4 separate regions of the Sus scrofa genome follow, and regions 1, 2 and 3 are each linked to region 4. The links are chromatin contacts, called in public Hi-C maps. All regions are on one chromosome and are shown on one strand. The core of a region is the stretch at or near the end of the contact, and the rest is flanking DNA. Distances in the headings are between cores, read along the strand shown. Region 1 holds the start of TMEM65 (transmembrane protein 65). Region 2 holds the start of TRMT12 (tRNA wybutosine-synthesizing protein 2 homolog). Region 3 holds the start of ZHX2 (zinc fingers and homeoboxes protein 2). Region 4 holds the start of WDYHV1 (protein N-terminal glutamine amidohydrolase).

Region 1 (5,532 bases), core at 2,992-5,491, 740 kb after region 4:
GTGGATTCCAGCTTAGGTCTCTCTCTCCAGACTAGTTATGGAGGAAGCCAGTTGCCATATCTTGAAACACTTAGGCAGCCCTGGAAGAGGCCCACAGAGCAAGGAAGTGAGACTTCTAGCTCACAGCCATGTGAATTAGCCTTCTTAGAAGTGGTTCCTCCAGCCTCAATCAAGATGCAGATGATGCAGCCCTAGCTGAAGACTTGATTACAGCTTCAAGAGAGACCCTGAGCCAAAAAGCACCCTAAGCTGTTCCAGAACTTCTGATCCTCAGAAATCCTGAGACAATACATGTTTAAGTCACTATCTTTTACGATCATTTGTTATATGGCAATGTATAAACAATGAGCACCGCCTATCCTTCAATAACCAAACTGATGTATTTGGAAAAGTTTTGAAAATATTATAAATAGAAATAGTAATTGTAAAAATTGAAAAACAAATTTGTTTAAAAATCTCAGCTAAAATTCAAAGGCAACTGTAATATCAACTTGTCAGTCCTACTTATAAAAATAATGACCCAATAATGCATTAACAGAAGATTGGACTATTTTCTGGAAGAATTGAGGGCAGGCTGAACAGATATGTTGAACACAACATTGATTTTTTTTTTTAAACTGGGGAGGAAATCAGTTTGTAATATAAAAATCACTATATCTTACTTAACTATAACAAGACTTCCCACCAAGTCTGCTTTATCTATTTACAAACTGGTTCTATTTGGGATGGAAATGCTATAAAAGTGGGTTGTGATGATTGTTGTACAACTATAAATGTAATAAAATTCACTAAAAAATTTTTAAAAACTGATTCTAAAGCTTTATTTGGTCACAGATTATATCAAATGCCTACTGATAAACACAGAGGAAAGATAAGGGCAAATGCACCAAATTTTAGCAGTAGAGATTTTTTTTCCTGTAATGAATGTTTCCATACCAAATCCAAAACACTTCATTAGATGATACAAGCACACATCCCAAGAACACAAACTTCCTATTATGAGAAACAGCTCTTTTAACAGAATTTATTTCATTAGAAAGTGCACTTAGTACATACACATTTAGCACATGGGTTGAGTTTTTATAAACATTCAAGGGGAGGGGAGGGTAAAAAAAATAAAATAAAAACATTCAAAAGGAACAATAAAAGAAAAACATGGGAGTTTTTCATTTGTCTGGGGAGAAAAACTGATTTCAGCAATAGAATGAGCGGTATGCATTCTCAACATAATAAAGCCCCTTCACCTTAAATGGTTAATGAATAGGGTAATTTAGTAGATAACTGATGATCCCAGTTATCTCCAAAGAAACTATACATATTGATATTGAAAACACTAAGACTATACCAAATATTAAAGCATCATCATCAATAAGTGTCATTTGAGTCAAAGGGCAATAATTTAGTCATCAACACTGCCAAAATCAGTTGATTAAAACTGTGAAGTTCTTTAGTTTATACAGAATAAGCATCTGACTACCACATTGTTTCCTATATCCTTTCCATTTATCTTGAAAAAAAGACAAATTGGCAATTTCTCTCTCATATAACTCACATATTACTGAGTGTAAGAGATGCTAACTGATCTCCATTGACTGAAGTTAACAGCTACTTTACAGAATATTTAAAACCATGTTAAATTTTAAAGTACTGTCTCCATTGGGAAATGCAGCATCCTCATCAAAACGTGCTAAAACCGTAAAAGGCATGAGGTAAATGTACCCATTTGTATCACAAGACATGCTTTTCAAGAACTGTCATAAAATCATATTAATAAGGCCCTCCAATCGTGTAACAATGTTAATGCATAATTTCTAAGAAACTACTCAATGAAGACCAAATGTGTTCAAGTCGTCTTGCCCATGAACAAAGAGTCCTAAAACTGATGCTCCAGTTTTAGGACTGTCTTTATAGTTTTCCAAGAAGCACATTTTCAGAATTGAGTATTTTAAAACCAAACTGATGCACACATAGCTTACAAATATGCGAGTATTTGATTATGACTTCATATAATATCATGATTATACATTTAGTAACCTATTGATTGCGATGTTGCATTTTTCCTGTAAAAGCATTGTCAGTAGACAATGTCTGGAATCATCCAATACTATAAATTGGGCCACAATTCCCTGAGCAAAGAAAAAAAAAAAAAAAAGCAGTTAAAAGGCACAACTAAAAAAGTTTCTGAAGAAGGATTACAGAAAAGGCATAATTGTTTCCTCCACTCAGGTACATACATAGACCATAGTACTTTCAACTGCCCCTGGCAAATCAAACGCCTTGTTCCAAATAAATGTATTCTTAAGGAATCTATGGAATGTTTATGTACCAACTAACCTTGAGAAGAGGAATACTTAAAAACAAAATAAACAAAAAAAACACTTTCAAACACACCAGAATGTAATATAAAATAATAATGTATTCGGTCTGTGTCACCGCATTTAAATGGCAAAAGTATTTTAAGACTGTTTATTTGCTCCCTTCATCCTTTTGATTTTCTGACTTTTTCAGCTTTTTCACTTGGACTCAAACTCTGACCTACCAGCATTGTGCACTGGTTTTAAAAATATCCTCTTTTAACATGTTAGCTTAAAAATAGCTTTGCTTTCACCATTCCGAATTATTTTTGCGCATAAATCCAAAATACTTTTGCTTTTTACTGTAGAGCCACAGATTTCCAGAAAAAATACCTCCTTATCTACTGCATTCTTCCCTCCTCTAGGGAAACCACAAAAACTGGGGTTTAACTTGGCAACACCCAACCTATGATGGGCTTGCAAGTATGTATCTGCAGATACTGGTTTGACCCATTCTTTCCATTCCCCAGGAAAATGTTTCCTTCGGCTGCTTAAAAGAATACAACTACAGATTTGTGCAAAGAAGCAGCTGAGAGCAACTCCGCCTTACGAAGCAACAGCCCTTCTTTTGGACACCCATACACCTTGTTTTAGGATCATTCAACAAAGTTTCTTCCTGCGTCTAGGCTTTGCAGCGCTTTTGAAGGAGGCACTGCAGGCCACTCGCGTGGCTGCACGTTCACCGGAACGCAGCAAGGGCTTGGGGGCAGGAGGGCTGCGGGGGGGAGCGGGGCTGGGGGGAGGACACAGCCAATCTAAACAAAATCAATTCAGCATCCGTCGGCAATTGGGGCTGAAGCGCCGATTTTGAGGCTGGGGAGGAACCAGCCAAGCGCTGGCCCTGGCACGATCCGCCCCGTCCTACCTGCCCCGGGGACACTTAGGAGGCGGAAAGTTCCCCCCGTCGGACGTCCCAGGCGCCGGGCCAGGCGGGCGAGGGGGGCGGCGGCGAGGAGCCCGGGCCGAGCGGTGGGCAGCCTCCCGGGGCGCCGGTGGGGGAGGGGAGGGCGCCCGGCCCCCGCCCCCCGGCTCGCCCCCCTCGCGCCTCCCTTACCTTGGGCGATGGCAATGGACTCGAAGCGGTGCAGCTCCTTGAGCAGGCAGGTCCTCTCGCTGGAGTGCAGGCTGTAGATGAAGTCGCGCGCGCCCTGCGCCGTGTTCAGCGCCTCCATGGGTTCCTTCTTCGGGTGGGTACCCAGCGCCCGGGGGCCGCCCGGGGCCGCGAGCGCCAGCAGCCCCCGCCCGCAGCCGCACCAGGACGGCGGGCGGGGCGCGGCGGCGGCCGGGCCCGGCCTCAGGCTGCGCGCGGTCCGGCTCCTCAGCAGCGGCAGCAGCCGGGACATGGCGGGCTGAGGAGCGAGGACCCCCGCGGCAGCCCGGGAGGGAGATTTCTGGCGCCGCTGCGCGAAGAAGGAGCTGGGCTCAGCTCGACCCCGCCCCGATGTCCTCCTGACAGGCAGCCGAGACGCCGGGCACCATGCACTCCCCGGGCCCACGCGGCTGTCGCCTCCTCTTCCGTCCTCCTTCCCTTCCCAAAGGCCAGTGGCGCCTCCAGTCCCTTCCGACGACAAAAACTTTCTCTGAGGCAGCCGGGCCGGGAGAGCGCTCCCGGAGAAGGCGGGCGGGCTGTGCGGGCGGGCGCCTCCCAGCTGAGGAGAAGCGGCGCGGGCGGGCGGGCGGGTCCGGCAAGGGTTAGTGTCTGTCAGTCTGATCTTCCAGAGGGATGAGTCAGCCACGCGCCGCCCTTCTCCAGCACCGCCCTCCTCTGTCTCTGGTTTTCCCACCCTCTCACTTGCCCTAGTCCCCACTCCATACGACTCCCGCGCCCTCACAGCAACCACGCTCTCAGGCCTCAGACGCCATCACTACCCCTAGCGGCGATACAGTGGGTAACAGGGCGGGGCGAAGGAAAGGGGCGGGGCGCGGCGGGGCCGCGCAGGCGCAGTATGCAGATTCGCAGGCCGCGGTTTCCCCCCCCCCGCCCCGGGAAAGGAGTGTGCACGCGCTTCGGGTGCGTGAAGGTGGAGGGTGAGAAGGCTAGCACTCCTTGCGCTGGCCTCCGTCACGTTTCTATCGGCTGTGGGGAATTGGGAAGAAGAGCTTTGAGCCACTCGCTCTGCCAGGTAATGTGGCTACGACACGGCCCGCTGTAGCGCCGGGCCTGAGTCTTAAATCTGAGGTTAATTCTGAACGATGCTCCGGCTTGCGGCCCCCTTCGCCTGGCCCCGGCCGAACCACAGAGCCCTATTCAGGCTTTGAGGGACTGAAGAGCTCAAGCGGCGCCCTTTGCCAAGTCCATGCATACCACCGCTTCCGCCAGACACTCGGGTCTCTGAGGCACCTACTCTGAGAGCTCCAAAGAGAGGGTGAGGCCAGTTCTCCCCTTTCCCAAGAAGAGTCTGAGACTGAAACCTTGATGCTGAGAACACCTTTCCCCTTTCTGATGCAAGCAGCTTGCAGATTGTTAATGCCGGAGCCTGAGGCAAGAATGTCACAGACCTTTCCCAGGTGTTTGTTAAGGTTTGTTTGGCTGTTTCTTTCTCTCAGCTGAGGCAGAAAATATTTTGCGAGCCTCCCCCATTCCCACATGTCCTAGGCATCTTGCAAGGCCCCATACGTTCATAGGGTCTCCTGTTCTGAGCTTTCATTTATCTCTGCCTGAGGGAGGAGATCTCAGCTTTATCTGAACCTGTCTCATGACACTTAGGCTTCCTGTCTTCTTAGAGAATAGATCCACTTAGAGAATAAATCTGCTCAAGTGTAATCAAGATCTAAATCCTATCCTTATCACATGCACTGTTACACCCAGCCCAAGAGCAGTGTATGCAGTAGACATGCTATCATAGTGTAAATGCGATGTATAAATGCGAATCAGAGGAGGAACATTATCGCTAAATCCTCCTGCCTTCAAAATGGTTCTCAAAGTGTGGCCTTTGGGCAGCAGTTTGTTAGTTATGCAAATTCAAATTCCGGTACTCCACCAAAGACCTTCGGACTCTGAAAGTGGGGGGTGGGCCCAGTCATCTGCATTTTAACAAGCCCTCCAGTTAACACTGAAGCACACAAAAGTTTGAGAACCACTTCACTAACTTAAACATGGAAAGCATTGTTTACATTTTTTAATTTGATAGCAGTGCAGTAGTGTAATAGTGACAATTTAAAATGTTCTCTGGGAGTG
Region 2 (5,249 bases), core at 498-2,997, 800 kb after region 4:
CAGTGAATACAGGGGCGCATAGATCTTTTCAAATTAGTGTTTTTGTTTTCTTCAGATAAATACGCAGAAGTGGAATCCCTGACTCACTGTGGTAGTTCTCTTGTTAAGTTTTTGAGGACCCTCCATACTGTTTTCCATTGTAGCTGTACCAATTTACATTCCCACCAACAGTGTATAATGAGAGTTCCCTTTTCCTCACATCCTTGTCAACCAACACTCTTGTTTCTTGCCTGTTTTGTTTGTTTGTTTGTTTGTTTGTTTGTTTAGGGCCACATCCTCAGCCTATGGAAGTTCCTGGGCTAGAGGTTGAATCAGAGCTACAGCTGCTGGCCCATGCCACAGCCACAGCAATGCCAGATCTGAGCCACATCTGCGACCTATACCGCAGCTTGTGGCAATGCTGGATCCTCAACCCACTGAGCATCCTCATGGATACTGGTCAGGTTTGTGCTGAGCCACAGTGGGAACTCCCTCCTCTTGTCGTTTTGTCTTTTTAGGGCCGCACCTGCAGCACATGGAGGTTCCCAGGCTAGAGGTTGAATCGGAGCTGTAGCTGCCAGAGCCACAGCAATGAGGGATCCGAGCCGCATCTTCGACCCACACCACAGCTCACGGCAATGCCAGATCCTTAACCCACTGAGCAAGGCCAGGGATCGAACCTGTGACCTCATGGTTCCCAGTCAGATTCACTAACCACCGAACCACGACAGGAACTCCTCCTCTTGTCTTTTTGATGACAGCCATTCTGACAGGCTTGGAGATGGTATCCCATTGTTGTTTTGATTTGCATTTCCTAGAAAGAATTTTAGTTCCAAAATACTGCCACTAGATGACAGCAAGAACCAGCACCAAAGTAGCGGAAGCCTCTGAATTCTTGGGTTTCAGATGGTTTGGATTTTCAGGGCTCTCGGGGACCCTACTCTTTCCCACTGGGACTTTTTCCATCAATCTCTATTAGAAATCCCTTAGTGACATAGTTAATCCGGATGTGTAAGTGTATTTGGCAGCAAGTAATGGAAAGTCCAAAACAGCAGCTCTGCGGTGGGTGGGGAGGTATATCTATTTTAATGTAGAAGTCCAGGGCTGGTGTAGCTCTTCAGGGAAATCCTCTTTAAACTAGGCTCCTTCTCGGCCTCAGTGTGACCTTACATTCTTGTGGTATCAAGATGTAACTTCTAGGCTTTACACCTCTGTGATGCTGGGGCAGTCGCCTTTTTGGGAGGTGCCCTCTACCACTGATTTCCTGGGTGACCCAGGCCAGCTTGCATCCCCTGAGTATCTACTCTTTATTAGTCACTGTTCAAAGCATTTTATACATAATATCTCTAATCACTGTAGCAATCCTCTGAGGAAATTAACATAATTCTCTTTTTATAGGTAAAGATTATGTCTGAGAGGTGGTATGATTTACCTGAACTCAGATCCTTTTGATTTCCAACCATTTGTGTCATAAACCACGGGATAGGGAGGTGGTAGTGACCATCCTTGCTTCGGAAAAGGAATGATGAAGCTACCTCTGGTTCTTCACTCTCAACCAATATTGGCACCTGACGCTGATCTGGGAGAAACAAGAAACTAGGAGAAGGCTTTCTCGAAATTGAACCCATCGTTCCCGGGGCATGTCTCTCTTTGGGTCTGTGAGAAGCACTGAAGAGAGTGCATGAAGGTTATGGAGGAATACCAAATAATTTGAAGTTTTGAAACAGAATTCCTTCCTTTTTTTTTTTTTTTTTTTTTTTGTCTTTTCTTCGTTTGGCAGCGCCCACGCATGAGAAAGTTCCCAGGCCGGGGATCGAACCCCTTTGTGTCATTAATTTTCGCTTAGGCACCGGCTACTAATGGCCAGCCACAACAAAGATGGCGGCAGCGGCTTCACACCGCCAAAGCGGCGCCGTTCGTCAACGAGCGCGAAGTATCACTTAGTTCCGGCCTGCCCTTTTGACCTCACTTCCGGCCCCGGCAGGCCCTATGCGCCCCTAGGCGTGTGAATGTACTGCCGTAGGTGTGTGGACTCTGATTAGAGAGTCTGGTGGAAGGAATCCGAAAGAATGTGGGGCAGGCAGCATGGAAAAGGAAGGAGGGAAGCCCGCGTCTGTTGTCGCAGTTGTGACTGAACCTCGGTTTACCCAGCGGTACAGGGAGTATCTCGAGAAGCAAAAACTCCTGGATAGACAGCACCGTGTGGAAAAGATGCCTGATGGTACCGTGGCGCTACCGGTGCTGGGAGAGGCCCTCTCTGAGCAGCACCTGCGAGAGCTGAGGGATCGTGTGGCTCCAGGCAGCACCTGTGTGCTAACGCAGCTCCTGCATCCGGTTCCTTCAAAGAAAACCCAGGGTTGTTCACCTGCCCAAAGGTTGTGTCTTGAGGTGAGTCGCTGGGCAGAGAGCCGCGGAGTTACGTGGTCAGCGGAGTTGGAGGCTGATCTGCCCCGATCTTGGCAGCGACACGGTGACCTCTTGTTGCTGAGTGAGGGCTGTTTCCAAGCCAAGCAATGGAGAAATCTGGAACCAGAACTCTGGGAGACTATTGCCTCGGCACTTGGAGTCCGGCGTTTGGCCAAACGAGGGCGGATATCACCCGATGGCACTAGAACTCCAGCTGTGAGTCTGCTGCTGGGCGACCATGGCTGGGTAGAGCATGTGGATAATGGGATCCGGTATAAGTTTGACGTAACCCAATGCATGTTCTCCTTCGGAAACATCACCGAGAAGCTTCGTGTGGCATCGCTGCCCTGTGCTGGAGAGGTGCTGGTGGATCTCTATGCGGGGATTGGTTATTTTACCTTGCCTTTCCTAGTTCATGCTGGTGCTGCCTTCGTCCATGCCTGTGAGTGGAACCCCCATGCTGTAGTTGCGCTGAGAAATAACCTTGAGCTCAATGGAGTAGCAGATCGGTGCCAAATACACTTTGGGGATAACAGAAAACTGAGGCTCTCAAACATCGCAGACAGGGTGAACCTGGGGCTGATTCCCAGCTCTGAAGAAGGCTGGCCTATTGCCTGCCAAGTGCTAAGACAGGATGCTGGAGGCATTTTGCATATTCACCAAAATGTGGAGTCTTTCCCGGGGAAGAAGCTGCAGCCTACTGGAAGCAGTGAAACGGAAAAGGAGTATCGGCCTTCTCTTCAGCAAATTATCACCAACCAGTTGAAAAATGGAGCTGCTAGTGATTCTAGGAGAGAAATGCAATCAGCGGCCATCAAGCCAGAGTGGCAAAGGTGGGCGGAAGCTGCAGAAACTCGCCTTGCCACACTTCTTTGGCAGGTGCACGGGAAGCCATGGAAAACACAAATCCTGCACATCCAGCTAGTGAAATCCTATGCTCCCCACGTGGATCACATAGTCCTGGATCTGGAATGCCGCCCCTGTCCTCTGGTTGGCTAGAGAAGTTGGATCCTGAGCCAGGAGGATCTACATGTGAGTGATCCTTAAAGCATCAGCTCAGGCTGGGGTCTCACCCCTCCTGTCTCCTGGTAATCTGCTTTAATAGTTTGTGGCCCAGAAGGCAGGCTCTAAACTAATACATGTCATTTCGTTTGTCTTCCATTAACACACTAAGAAGGAGCTACCTATCTGGGAGAAGCAGTATGGCTCCTTGAAATAAGGCCTGTCCGTACAGTCATGAATTCTGACCTCAGCTCTTTTTGACTTGGGCTACAAGGTTCCAGTATTCTTTTGACCATGGATTTTTTCATTTGCAGAATGAGAGTATCTTTGCATGGTCTCACATGGCTATTACCTAATAAGCAGTTGTACATAGGACATTGGTTATTTTAGAGTGAAAGACAGTGCTATTCTCCAAATCACTACAGCTACAGTACAGAAAATCATCTGGAGCAGTACCAGGAAGAAAGCAGGGAGAGCAGCTAGGAGGCCTCTGTGGGTGTTCAGGCCTGAGATGATGGTGGCTTGGACTGGGGTGGTGGCAGTGGAAGGTGGATGGATTTGAGAAATAAAATCGAGGGACTTAAACAGCGGAGTCCAGAATCAAGACATTAAAGTGGTGTTGCTTTGTTATTTTGACTAAGTTAGGGAGGGAAGAGGACAAAAATTATTCCAGTGAATTAACTTCATCCCCTACTTTAGCATTCCTGATTGATTGTGTGTGTGTTGGGGGGGGGGTGTCCTATGTTAGGTTTATTGTCATAGAAAAAAAATTAAGAACGACTTTTATGTATTTATTTTTTCAAATAAATTTCTGGGTTTTTTTTGTTTTTGTTTTTGTTTTTGTCTCAGGGCCACATTGGTGACATATGGAGGTTCCCAGGCTAGGGGTCAATTGGGAGCTACAGCTGCTGGCCAACGACACAACCATAGCAACACCAGATCCGAGCCGAGTCTGTGACCTACACCACAGTTCGTGGCAATGCTGGATCCTTAACCCACTGAGCAAGGTCAGGGATTGAACCCAAGTCCTCACAGATACTAGTCGGGCTTGTTACCCCTGAGCCAGATGATAGGGAAACTAGATTTTCAGCCTTAGGCTTGTGCAGCAGCTGCCGATTGTTAATTCACATTTTTAAAGTTCGAATTAAGGTCTTCTATTTTTAAGCCTCAGGTGCCTTTTCATCTTCCTTCCCTGGCCGACAACATCAGGGCTCACGTGAGGAGTTATAAGGAATGTAAGATATTCTTGGTTTCCAAGTCTCACCTTAATTTATGGCTGTCTGCCAGTGCCACTGTTTACTGTGGGAATCATAGTTTATCTTTGGGATGACTGATTGTTGAGAATCACTCGTCAGAGCTTTGTTTTGGTACACTTGGAAGCCATCTGGGCTTGTTTGCCTGATGAAGGAAATGTAGCTAAGTGTGGCTTGGAGTTCCCACTGTGCTGCAGTGGGTTGTGAATCTGACTGCAGAGGCTTGGATCACTTCGGAGGCATGGGTTCAGTCCTTGGGCCCTGTGCAGTGGGTTGAAGCATCTGGCATATGGATCTGCAGCTTGGATTCAGTCCCTGGCCTGGGGATTTCCATAGGCTGCAGTTGTGGCCATTAAAAAAATGTGGCTCTATCAGCCTTATGATTGTACCTGGCATTTGGCTGGCTGGAGTTGGGCTGGGCTGCTTGTTTTTCTCTTGCAACTGTAGTGATAAGGACAGGATTGGTGCTGTTTGTGTTATTCTGCAAATATTAAGTGTCTACTCTGGGGAGTTCCCGTCGTGGCTCAGTGGTTAGTGAATCCAACTAGGAACCATGAGGTTTCAGGTTCCATCCCTGGCCTTGCTCAGTGGGTTAAGGATCTGGCGTTG
Region 3 (5,521 bases), core at 1,065-3,564, 550 kb before region 4:
CCTTGCTTTCTCTGCCTGGGCTTCCTCATTTGTGAAATATGCATAATAATAGAACTTATCCTAACAGTGATTCTCCAGCTGTTATACAGGGATCCTAACAGTCCCCAAGACCCTTCCTGGGGTCCTCAAGGTCAAATCTACTTTGGTAATAGGGCTAAAACAGTACCTGCCCTTTTCATTCGTATTCTTTCTCAAGTATACAGTAGATTTCCAAAGCCTACATGACATGTCATGTGTTATTGCTCTGATGGCTAATGGAAAGTGTGTTTGTAAATTCCCATGCTTTGGGGTTTTTTTCAGTTGAATTTCTAATAAATATCAAGATGTATATAACTTACATAAACAAAAGCTCTTTGGGGTCCTTAATAATTTGAAGGGTCTAAAGGGGGCCTGAGACAAAACATTCCGAGAATCAATGCCTGTTAGGGTTGTTGTAAAGATTAAGAACTGTACACCTGAAACTAAAACAATATCGTACATCAGCTATACTTCAGTTTGAAAAAAGATTAACCAGCAATTGGCAAAGGCACACAAAGCACTCAATAAGCACTACTCCTATAATTATTGATTCCAGAGCTCCTGAATCACATCAGGTAAGTGTCTGCCTCCTCCACCTACACGTGAAGCAAACTGAAATCGTAGCTCTTAATGCAAAAGTCACCCTTGTTTAATCCCCTGCTGTCTGCTTATATAGGGAAGGTCCGGCCCATGCTAAACTCTGAACAATTTAAAGACACTGCAGCACATCAGATGCCCCCACAGTGTCCAAGAGATACAAGTGGCCTGAAGACATGAAAGCTCAATGGACGGTCCAGAGGGTCTACCCGGTGTGGCTCATGCCTGACCCTTCCATCCTATTATCCGCTCGCCCAACCAAAAGAAGACGGTAGTGAGGGGGGGACAGAGGAAACATGGCTTATAGAAATCCCTTCTAAGTGGATGACCAGCAAAAGGAGGTGCAGCCTCAGAACAGATACAACTTTCTTAAGGTTTCAGTAACTTCCATGGAAACAGGGAACTGTAGTTATGGGGGGGGGGCGTAGGGAAGCAGTGGAATGACCTGGAAGAGTCAAGAGTAAGCAATATAAAAATATTATAGTTGGTGGGATTGTTTTCTTTTTCTTTCTCTCTTCATGCACATCCTTGAGGGAAGAGGAAAAAAACTCAGCATCCCTAAATTCTGATATTGACAGCAAGCACATTAGGATGTTAGACAGTAGATATGGAATGAGTTTGAGAAAGATGCGATAGCATCTGGATCATAGTCACCCAGGAAGTTCTTAATAAATCCTTTAAGAACCTGGGCAGTTTGCCTCTCAGATCTGAGAGCATTAGGAAAAGAGACCTCCTTCAAAGCCAGTACCTGGTTTCCTGCACCGTTAACAAACAACCCTGCATCAGCAATAACGGAACAAACAGGTGCAAGCCAGTAGAAAGTTTTGCATATGAGCTATTTTTATTTTTATTGTAAAAATTTCTGGGAACCCAAAGAACAGGTTCTGGTGGAGAAATTGGAGCCCTAAAGGGAGACCCTGAGAAAGCCTTTCAGCTGCTTTCTTCTCCTCAGCCTCAGAAACGAAAATGCCAAAAGGTCAACCAATGCGTTGACCACGCAGTCAGCCCGGGAGCCAGCCATTTTCACCCCGTCTCCGTCCTCGCCTCCAGCCACTCCGCCGCACACGGCCACCTGTTGCTGTCCTAGCGCCCAGAGCCGAGTCGCAAGCCGCCGCTAGAGTTCGTTCTAATTCCCCCCAAGCTAAGGCTGGCCGGGAAGCCCCGACGCTCCGCGCCTGCTAATCCTCAGCGCGGGCGGGGACTCCGCGGAGCCTCCCAGCCCCAGGCTCCCTTTGTCTTCTTGCTGCTCTCAAAATGTCAAAAGTAGACCCCAGACAGCATCCCCTTGGCCCCCGCTCGCCCAGTGCGCGCTCGCACTCAGCACACACTTGGGAGATGCTGACGCGTCGAGATGCCCACCGAGGAGAAACTGGTCCACCTGGCAGGGACAGGCGGCGCAGACAGGTTCTGTGAAATGCCAAAGCGTCCCCTGAATCCCAAATCCCTTGGAGCCCTTAGCTGAACACTGCAGCTGAAGCGCCGCGCCCAAAACGCGAGTTCACGGTTCCCGAGGCCGCGGGCGGAGGGCAGCGAGATTCTGACCTGCCTTTGCTCTAAGCCGCCCGAGGGGATCCAGGGGGCGGCGGCGGTTAGGGATGCCCTCCCGCCGGGAAGGCCAGAGTCCCAGTTTCGAAAGTGACCCGCCTCGCTTCCGAGGGACTTCCCTGCCAGCGCCGCAGGGGTGTGCATTTCTCCGAAGTCTGAGAATCCCAGCGAGCGCTGGCCCGACAAGAGTTTAAGTCAGCTCCCAGGGCGTCTGTTTGTTTATTGGCTCTTAGGAAAAAAAGTTTGAGGATGTTTAACCAACCTCAGACCTGGCGCAAGCGGAAATCTCAGAATCTCTTCAGCAAAAGTCATCTAATTTCGAGTCGTTATATAAGTGGGGGCTCTTCCTTACCCTCCCTACTCCGAGCCCTCTTATTACTACTCCAGGAGTTAAATGTGTCTCGCTTTAAAAAAGAAAAAAAAAATTTTTTTAAGTTGTTATTATTTCCCTGAGTCCTAGGGCGGGAGAAAGCGCAGGCAGCGCCCTGGGCTTGCGGCGGCCCCACCCGCGCGCTGCCGTTTGCTCTGCAGGAGGGACGCGGGGTCCCGGGTGCCGCCCGCTCAGCGAGCAGCCGCGCCCAGCGGTCCCTCCGTCGGCCACTCCACGTGGTTAGGATCAACAGTTTGTCGAGCTCATCAGTGACACCTTGAACTTTTCATAAAGAAAATGGGTATTGCACCAGGAGGGTTTGGCCGCGGCCGCCGCGCCGGGTCGTGCTTAATATTCAATGATCTCGCTCGCGCCTCCCCCTCCTCCCCTCGCAGAAATTCCACCGAGTCCGTTACTGGGCTCAGACTTTTAAGTTAATTTACTGCCCACCCCCCAACCTTGGCTAGTAACCAGCGCCTTTAGGGTTGGCCTCCCCCCCAGCTCTCGCCTGAAAATGACATTTCGCCGGCGTCTCCGGAGGGGGCTGAATTTCACTTTGTAACTTTCTGCGGAACCCGAGCCCGGGTGGCAGCTCGGGTGGTGGTATCGTATGCAAATACGCATGCTGACGTTACAGATCATGTGGGTTTTGGCGTAGATTCCCCACTGATCGAGACATTTTTTTCCCCTTTTTTTTTCCTTCTTTTTTTTTTTTTTCTTTTAAAAATTTTGGCCACTGTTCTCCGTACGGGGGCTTCTTCTGTCTGTCTGTCTGGCAGGCTGGCTTTCCCCCTCTTTCCCACGGAGCCCGAGCCGGGCGCCCGGTGAGGAGTGGGGAGTGGGTGGGGGGAGCCAGCAGAGTTCCATTTTGGAACGCCCGTGCCGCGTCTCCACGTTCCCAGCCCGGGTCCCCGCGTTCCCAGCCCCGGCGCAGGTAAGAAACTTCGCCCCGGCGCGGAGCACCCCCCGCCCGGCGCGGCCGGCCCCGAGCCCCGCACGCCGGGCACCGGCCACTCCAGCCCAACTTTCCCACCGCCGCCGCCGCCGCCGCGGCTCCCGAAAATGTGTTGTTAATGGGACTTGGCCGGGTTTGTGATTGGAAGGGGGGCGCGGAAGGGGGGGTGGGGTGCAGGCTCTTTTTTGCGGGTGGGAGGAAATCAGAGGATCCAGAGGCGGGGGGAGATTTTTTTTTAAAGAGTTTTGATTACAAGTTTGGATAAATGGGAGGCAGACCGAGGAGGAGGAGGAGGAGGAAAAACATGTCTACGTTTCCCTATGTCGACATAAGCCACAAAAAAATATGGCGTCCGCTTTCGACAGGGCGTTACGTAGACCCGACTCTGTTTTTATTTATTTATTTCGTGGCCGGCTCCCTCCCTTCTTGGCCAAACTGCGGCGCTTTGTGCGAACGGGGCCGGTCCCACGGGGACTCCACCGGGACGTGGCCCCGGCTCCGCGGGTTCGGGCAGGCGGGGGGCTGCGTGTGTGTGCTCCCCTCCCTCCCTCCCCCGCTCTCCCCTCTTCTCCCCTCTCCCGGTGACGATTCGCCGTACTGTGGTGGCAGGAAGCATGACGCCGTGGGTTGAGGCTGCCTCTCCTCTCCTGGTGGCTGCAGGCAGCGGGCGCGCGGCGCGGGCGGGGAGCCGAGCTACCTGCCGCGGGCCGAGCCGCAGCGCGGCGCTGTCCCCACGCCCCGCTCAGGTGCCGGGGAACCCGCGTGGCGAGGGCCTGGGGGGCGGGGCGGGGGGAGCCGCGGGGCCCCCGCTGTCCTCCGCCCGCGGCCCGCCTCTGCCCGCCCAAGCCCACGGTCGCCCCCCGGCAGGGCAGCTGGCGCTCTTCGTCTGCCCCACGAGCGGTTCATCTTTGTTGGTGTCTCGGCTGCTTTGTGGCTTCCCCAGGACTTGGGGTCCTCGCCTTTGCAAACTTGCCCCTTTCCCAGCCGCTCTGCAGGAGGCTGCGCAGACGAAGATGAGCGGAAAGTTGGAAACCAGTGAGCATCACGGAACGGTCCGCTTGGCCTCGTCGCTGTGCGGAGCTCGGGAGGCGGCGGCAGAGGAGGAGGAGGAGGAGGAGGGTGGTGTGTTAGGCTGGGGAGAAAACTTGACTGGGAAGCCAAGTCGTGATGTGCTCGGGCTTCCACCTGATGGATCAGCGTCGACGCCAGTGGGGTCTCTGCCTTCAGCTATTTGCGAGATGGCCTTTTGTTTGTCTGGGAGGTGAGGGAGGAGGAAGGTGGGGAAAGAGCCTTCCCTGGACCCCTCCCCTTTGAAAGTGTCGCTGCCCATCTTGGGCTCCAGAGATCACCAAGTCTTTTCAGGCCCTGGAGTTCTGCCCTTTCTGCTCTCTGATGATTGTCTTCTGTTTCCAAGGTAGCAGCTCCCCAAGGCTGAGGCAGGCCCAGTTGGGCAGGATTTGAGGGGCAGGAACCCCTCCACTTGATCTCTTGGGTTGCTCTGACCTCCTGCAGTTACTCTCTGAACACACACACACAGTCAGGCACACACTCTGGCTCCTTTAGGTAGAGCAGAAATTAATGCCTGTTGAAGTGACCGGGGTGAGGTTCTGAGAGCTCTTCAAGATTTCAGTCAAAAGGTGATTTTCTATTTATGAGGGCACTGAGTTAAAGCAGTTCAGTCCCAGGGCAGTAATGTCAAAAAGCATTTGGATGACAACCAAGTGGAATAAATATCTTGTAAAATGGCATGTTTAATAGTAAAAATAGATTCATGGAGCCATCAAGGGCTTGAATGGGACTAACCGAAAGGGTTCCGTTTCAAAGGAAAGTTACATAAGGCTGTATACATGTCTTCTTTTAAGGCCAAAGGAGGGATATCTACAAGTACGATTGAAATGTGTCACTGCCAATGACTGGACCCATGATCTGTGGGAAGAGTGTTGCCTTTGAAAGGTCTGCTCCATGTTGTTCTCGTGTGCATGTGTACCTTCTTGCCAGGTGTGTTAACTAAGGATCCACTTGAAGTTAACAGCCTT
Region 4 (5,478 bases), core at 2,436-4,935:
CTCATTTCACAAAGAAATTGACACCCGGAAAGGCTGGTGACTTGTCCAAAGTCATGCAGAATAGTAAGTTGCCAAGAAAGGATTTGAGCCAGAGTCTGTCTGACTCTGGAGCCATTACTTTGTCATACCTCTCAAGCCAAGAACATGTCATGGAATTGCTCATGGTAGAGGTAGAGACAGGATGAGTTACTTAACATGGTAATAATTTTAAAGACAAGGGACTAAAAAGTTGTGATAAAACAAACAAACAAAAAAGCTGTGTAAGGAGTTCCCTTTGTGGCTCAGTGGAAACTCACTAGTATCCAAGAGAAAGCAGGTTCAATACCTGGCCTCTCTCAGTGGGTTAAGGATCCAGTGTTGCTGTGAGCTGTGGTGTAGATCGTAGATGCGGCTCAGACCTGGTGTTGCTGTGGCTGTGGCATGGGCTGGTAGCTACAGCTCTGATTCAACCCCTAGCCTGGGAACCTCTATATGCTGAGGCTGTGGCCTGAAAAAAAAAAAAAAGAATATGACTAGCATCCATGAGGATGCAGCTTCAATCCTTGGCCTCACTCAGTGGGTTAAAGATCTGGGGTTGTCTCATGCTGTGGTGTAGGCTGAAGACTTGGCTTGGATCTGGTATTGCTATGGCTGTAGTGCAGGCCAGCAGCTGTAGCTCTGATTCGACCCCTAGCCTGGGAACTTCCATATGCCACAGGTGCAGCCCTAAAAAAAAAGAAAAAAAAAAGCTGTGCAAAAATGGAAGGCAGCAATGAACTTTTCCTGGGAAAAGCTGTAAACAAGGAAAGTGAAAGAGTATATTAGACAGAAGATGTATCTTCTGCAAAGGTTTAAAGTGTCTGAGGAATAGTAAGACACTCAGTGACAGGAGTATAGGGTATACTGGAGTTCATGGGGTGAGATTATACCACAATCATGTTTGCTAACATTTATTATTCTTGGAGTTCCTGTTGTGGCTCAGAGGAAATGAACCCAACTAATATCCGTGAGGATAAGCGTTCAATCCCTGGCTTTGATCAGTGGGTTAATGATTCGGCATTGCCATGAGCCATGGTGTAGGTCACAAATGTGGCTTGGATCTGGCATTGCTGTGGCTGTGGTGTAGACCAGAAGCTGCAGCTCCGATTCGACCCCTAGCCTGGGAGCTGCACCTTTAGCCCTAAAAAAAATAAAAAAATAAAAAATAACATTTATTATTCTGTGCCAGCACATATTCTAACCAATTTATATAACATACATTCAATCAACCCTCATAACAACCCTAAGAGGTAGGTGTTATTATCACTAACTTCATTTTACAGATGAAGAAACTGAGGTACAGAAAGGTGACATAACTTTGCCCCAAAACACACTAGTAAGTAGTAGAACCTACCTAGTTTGGTTTCAAAGTCCTATAGTAGTCTGGGTCCGATCAAAAGAAACCACGTGTTAAACAAGTGAGTTTTTTAAAATTGAAATTTATTTATTTATTTATTTTTATTCTCTCTTTAGGGCTGCACGTGCAGCATATGGAAGTTCCCAGGCTAGGTGTCGAATTGGAGCTGCAGTTGGTGGCTTACGCATAGCCACAGCAACACGGTATCTGAGCCACGTAAAGCAACCTCTGCTGCACCTTGCAGCAATACTAAATCCATAACCCACTGAGTGAGACCAGGGATCAAACCCGCATCCTTGTGGATACTAGTGGGGTTCTTAACTCATCAAGCCACAATGGGAACTCCTAAACAGTAGAATTTGAACGTCAAGAATTAACCATGGGGAGTTTCCTTTGTAGTGCAATGGAAACAAGTCTGACTAGGAACCATGTGGTTGTGGGTTCAATCCTTGGCCTTGCTCAGTGGGTTAAGGATCCGGCATGGCTGTGAACTGTGGCATGGGTTGCAGATGTGGCTGGGATCTTGTATTGCTGTGGCTCTGGCGTAGGCCAGCAGCAACAGCTCCAATTAGACCCCTAGCCTGGGAACCTCCATATGCCACAGGTGTGGCCCTAAAAGGACAAAAGACAAAAAAAAATTAACTATGATAAAAGTGAAATGTAAGAGAAAATGAAACTATCTGGTGCCTGAGGCTGAGGGAGAGTATGTAAGGACAAACTTGAGAGGGGTCTGGATCTTGTTGGGGAAGGTTGGCTACCAGAGAGCAGATAAGTTCCCTGGTTTAGCCAGGCTGCAGGTGGTCTGGAGTTGCTGGGCAAATAGAGAAGCAGGTGGAGGGGAGCAATCACCAACCAGCAGTGTGGGGAGCCATGAGAATGTAGGAGCCAGCAGAGACAGAAGGTCTTGAAGATGCCTGGGGGGAATGAAAGAGTAGAATGAAGGGCTGTGGAGTGTGTGACCCTGGGCTCCCACAGACGAAAGGCTTCCTGGAGGACAAGGGGCAGGTGGTTGCCTGCAAGCTGCACAGGAGTCTGGTTTCTCTGCCAAGAGGGCTGCGTGAAAGTTATTGCCAGGCTAAAACTTCAAGGTGATAGAAGGACCGAGTTTGGGTCTGTGGCTGGGCAGATCCTACTGGGTATTATTCTCATGACCACCCTCCTACTTCTAGTCCACATTTCTGGTCTGCTCTCAGGAACTGCAGAAAGCATTTTCCTTCAGTGTAGGTAACTGAGAAGATTTCATGTTGTGCCCACTTTGAAGGAGAAGTGCTTAAAATAATTCCGTTATTTATCATGGGGCCAATGCTAAAGTGTGTATTTGGATCTGAGAGGCGATACAATGATAACTGACACAATGACTTATTTTCAAAATCTTTAGGACTTTTGAATTGGTAAGACTGGGAGAATCTATGTATGGCCTATAAACCAACCTAACAATTTCAGATTTTATAACGGGTAATAAATATCTTGATCAGCCATTTATGTCCCTTGCAAATATAAACATTCAGAAAGATATAAATCTAAAGTGAAAATCCTACCATTCATTCACCAGAGATAATCACTTTTTAACAGTTCGGTGTCTTTCCTTCCAGACTGCCAGCAAATAAACAAATATATATGATTAATACCAAAAGAATATCATGAAGGGTCTCAAATTTTTTTCTTACTTAATATGTGAAAAAATAAATATACATTTCTTAGCCAATACATAATTTCACCTAATTAAAAAAGTTACAATATGCTGAGAGTTGGGAGTATTATCCCGAACACCATCCTCCATGCGGTCATATTTGGAATTAACCTCCTTCTACCAACCTCTTTCCCCCTACCCCGGGTTCTCTCCAACTCCAGGCTCAAAGTGCTAAATCTTTGTTTTTCACATGCAAGGTCCTCTAATTTCACTTGCATACGTGGAGTCTTCCGAGTCTCAACTTCCACAGCTGGCGATGGGTTGGAGTCTGTCTCACGCTCCGCCGAGAAAATCACAGAGCACCGATTACCGAATCCAAGCCCTCCCAGGACTCCTCCCTCAAGCCACGTGCCAGAGACCTCTCCTCTCCCGGCCGGGACTGGCACGCCCAGTTAACAAACCCTCCCTCGTGCCTGGCCCCGCCCCCTGCCAGGACCACGTGCCGCACCGCCCAACTTCTGGCCCCACCCACCTAGCGGACTCCGCCCACCAGGAACCACGCGGTCTTCCTCGCCCCGGGCTCCGCCCACTGTGAACTCACGCTGCTCGCACCACCCCGGATCCATTCTTGGCTCCACCCTCTTGGCAGAAAGCGCCGCGCGCCTCGAGCTCCGCCCACCTCGACCGGGCCTTCTCACGCCAAGTCCTTGCGCCTCTCCCCGCCCAGAATCCGCCCACCAGAACTTGCTCCACCAAAGCAGAGCTGCCCGCGTCCTCCCACTAAACCCCCCCTACCTTGGCTCCACCCCCCCGCAATCCAGAACGCGCATCTCAAGCTGGGTGCGTTGGAATCCTGCGCCACACGCTGGCCCAGGCTCCGCCTACCGTGCCCTAGGCCCCACCACCCGGGAACACCACGGGCGGTCGATCTCAGGCTCCGCCCACTCCGCCACGAGAACCCGCGCTGCTTGTTGAGCATCGGGCCCTCCCCCGAAGCCCGCCGCCGGGGCTTGTCTCGTCCGTCGGCCTTAGGCCCGTGCCCAGGCCCGCCATGGAGGGGGATGTCCCCGTCGCCGCAGCAGCCCACTACCAGCCGGCCAGCCCCCCGCGGGACGCCTGCGTCTACAACAGCTGCTACTGGTGAGGCGGCGCAGGGGCCAGCCCCCGGCATCTCCCCTGCCCACCCGGCCTGGCGTTGCAGCTGGGCCCCGCCTCTTCCCGGCCCCTCTGGGCCGGGACTGGCGGGTTTTCTGGTTTGAGGGGAGGAGAGAGAGGGAATGGCAGCCCTTGTCCCTTGAGTTGAGCTTGGGTATTTGGGTTGCGGGAGGGTGTGGTGTGTGCGTGGGGGGGGGGGGGCGGAATTCGCCAGGAATGGCAGGGTCGGTAAGTGCACTGCTTCAGCCTGGCGTTTTTCGCTTGGATTTTTCTCAGCGGACCTCAGCGTTTGGGGGGTCCAAGAAGGGGAGGTGGAGATGGAGGCGGAGTGCAGAGGGTCTTTGAATATTATTCTGCTGATAATGAAGGTCATTTTAATTTTGGAAGAGAATGGGGGTGCAAAGTTTTTGCAGTAACATTCCCAAGGTCACCCAGCTAATAGCAGCCAGGAATCCATTTCAGGCCCTGTTATACCAGATACCAAAATCTTAACCACCTAGTACTCATTGTAATAACGGTTAAATTTATACATAACACTTCACATGTGCTAGTCATTGTTCTGAGGCGGTTGCGTAAATGAATTCGTTTGAAACCCACAATTACACTAGGAGGTAGGTACTCTTATCCCCATTTTATTTTATTATTATTATTATTTTTTTTTTTTGCCATTTCTTGGGCTGCTCCCACCGGCATGTGGAGGTTCCCAGGTTAGGGGTCTAATCAGAGCTGTAGCCACCGGCCTATGCCACAGCCGCAGCAAGGCGGGATCCGAGCTGCGTCTGCAACCTACACCACAGCTCACGGCAACGCCTGATCCTCAACCCACTGAGCAAGGCCAGGAATAGAACCTCATTCCTAGTTGGATTCCTTAACCACTGAGCCACGACCGGAACTCCTTTTATCTCCGTTTTAAAGGTGAGCACGTTGAAGCACAGAGGTGTGCAAGTCATTTGCCTAAGGCCACACTGCTTGGGAGCGAAGGAATGGCGAGTTAAATGCAGAGTTTGTTTCTGGAATACACACACTGTACCCCCTATCCTGGGCCACTACTGTGGCTGAATCACTACTCTTATCGTGATTCTTTTCATTCCCTTTCCCTTACTTGATTAATGACTTCTAACCCCAATTTCCATTCCCTGCACAAGAAACCTTAGGGCCCTCTAAAGCTGCCTTTCTCTCCTCAGCTAGTCACCAAAGTAATGCTGGGAAGAGCTTGACATTCGTTCAGCTCTGACAGTGTGTCAGGCCTAGTACTTCCATCCGTCTTTGGGAGGTAGTTTTATTATTATCATTTCCCTCATTTTACCAATGAAAAAAC

The links. Hi-C and Micro-C count contacts between places; a contact is called where the count stands out from the background.
Region 1: a Hi-C map of liver shows a contact between it and region 4, with 2.9 times the contacts expected there. The contact joins the promoter of TMEM65 here to the promoter of WDYHV1 in region 4. A contact is called at or near these places in 1 of 5 promoter capture datasets (liver) and 2 of 47 Hi-C or Micro-C datasets (heart right ventricle and liver).
Region 2: a contact with region 4 is called in a Hi-C map of liver, with 4 times the contacts expected there. The contact joins the promoter of TRMT12 here to the promoter of WDYHV1 in region 4. A contact is called at or near these places in 3 of 5 promoter capture datasets (fetal liver, fetal skeletal muscle and liver), 2 of 47 Hi-C or Micro-C datasets (heart right ventricle and liver) and 1 of 2 datasets of contacts at active chromatin or transcription factors (skeletal muscle).
Region 3: a Hi-C map of liver shows a contact between it and region 4, with 9 times the contacts expected there. The contact joins the promoter of ZHX2 here to the promoter of WDYHV1 in region 4. A contact is called at or near these places in 2 of 47 Hi-C or Micro-C datasets (liver and retroperitoneal adipose tissue).

Annotation. Positions count from the first base shown.
Region 1 is chr4:15,262,109-15,267,640 of Sscrofa11.1, reverse strand. It overlaps TMEM65 (transmembrane protein 65), which reads right to left and starts at 4,241. Exons shown (of 8, transcript XM_021088951.1): 1 at 3,409-4,241. The coding sequence starts at 3,697. LOC102157933 (a long non-coding RNA gene) reads left to right here and starts at 4,331. Exons shown (of 7, transcript XR_002343112.1): 1 at 4,331-4,874.
Region 2 is chr4:15,193,640-15,198,888 of Sscrofa11.1, reverse strand. It overlaps TRMT12 (tRNA wybutosine-synthesizing protein 2 homolog), which reads left to right and starts at 1,747. Exons shown (of 2, transcript XM_013996494.2): 1 at 1,747-3,417. The coding sequence starts at 2,065. The coding sequence ends at 3,384.
Region 3 is chr4:16,550,652-16,556,172 of Sscrofa11.1, reverse strand. ZHX2 (zinc fingers and homeoboxes protein 2) reads left to right here and starts at 2,314. Exons shown (of 5, transcript XM_021088974.1): 1 at 2,314-3,464.
Region 4 is chr4:15,997,143-16,002,620 of Sscrofa11.1, reverse strand. WDYHV1 (protein N-terminal glutamine amidohydrolase) reads left to right here and starts at 3,685. Exons shown (of 6, transcript XM_001928505.4): 1 at 3,685-4,145. The coding sequence starts at 4,057.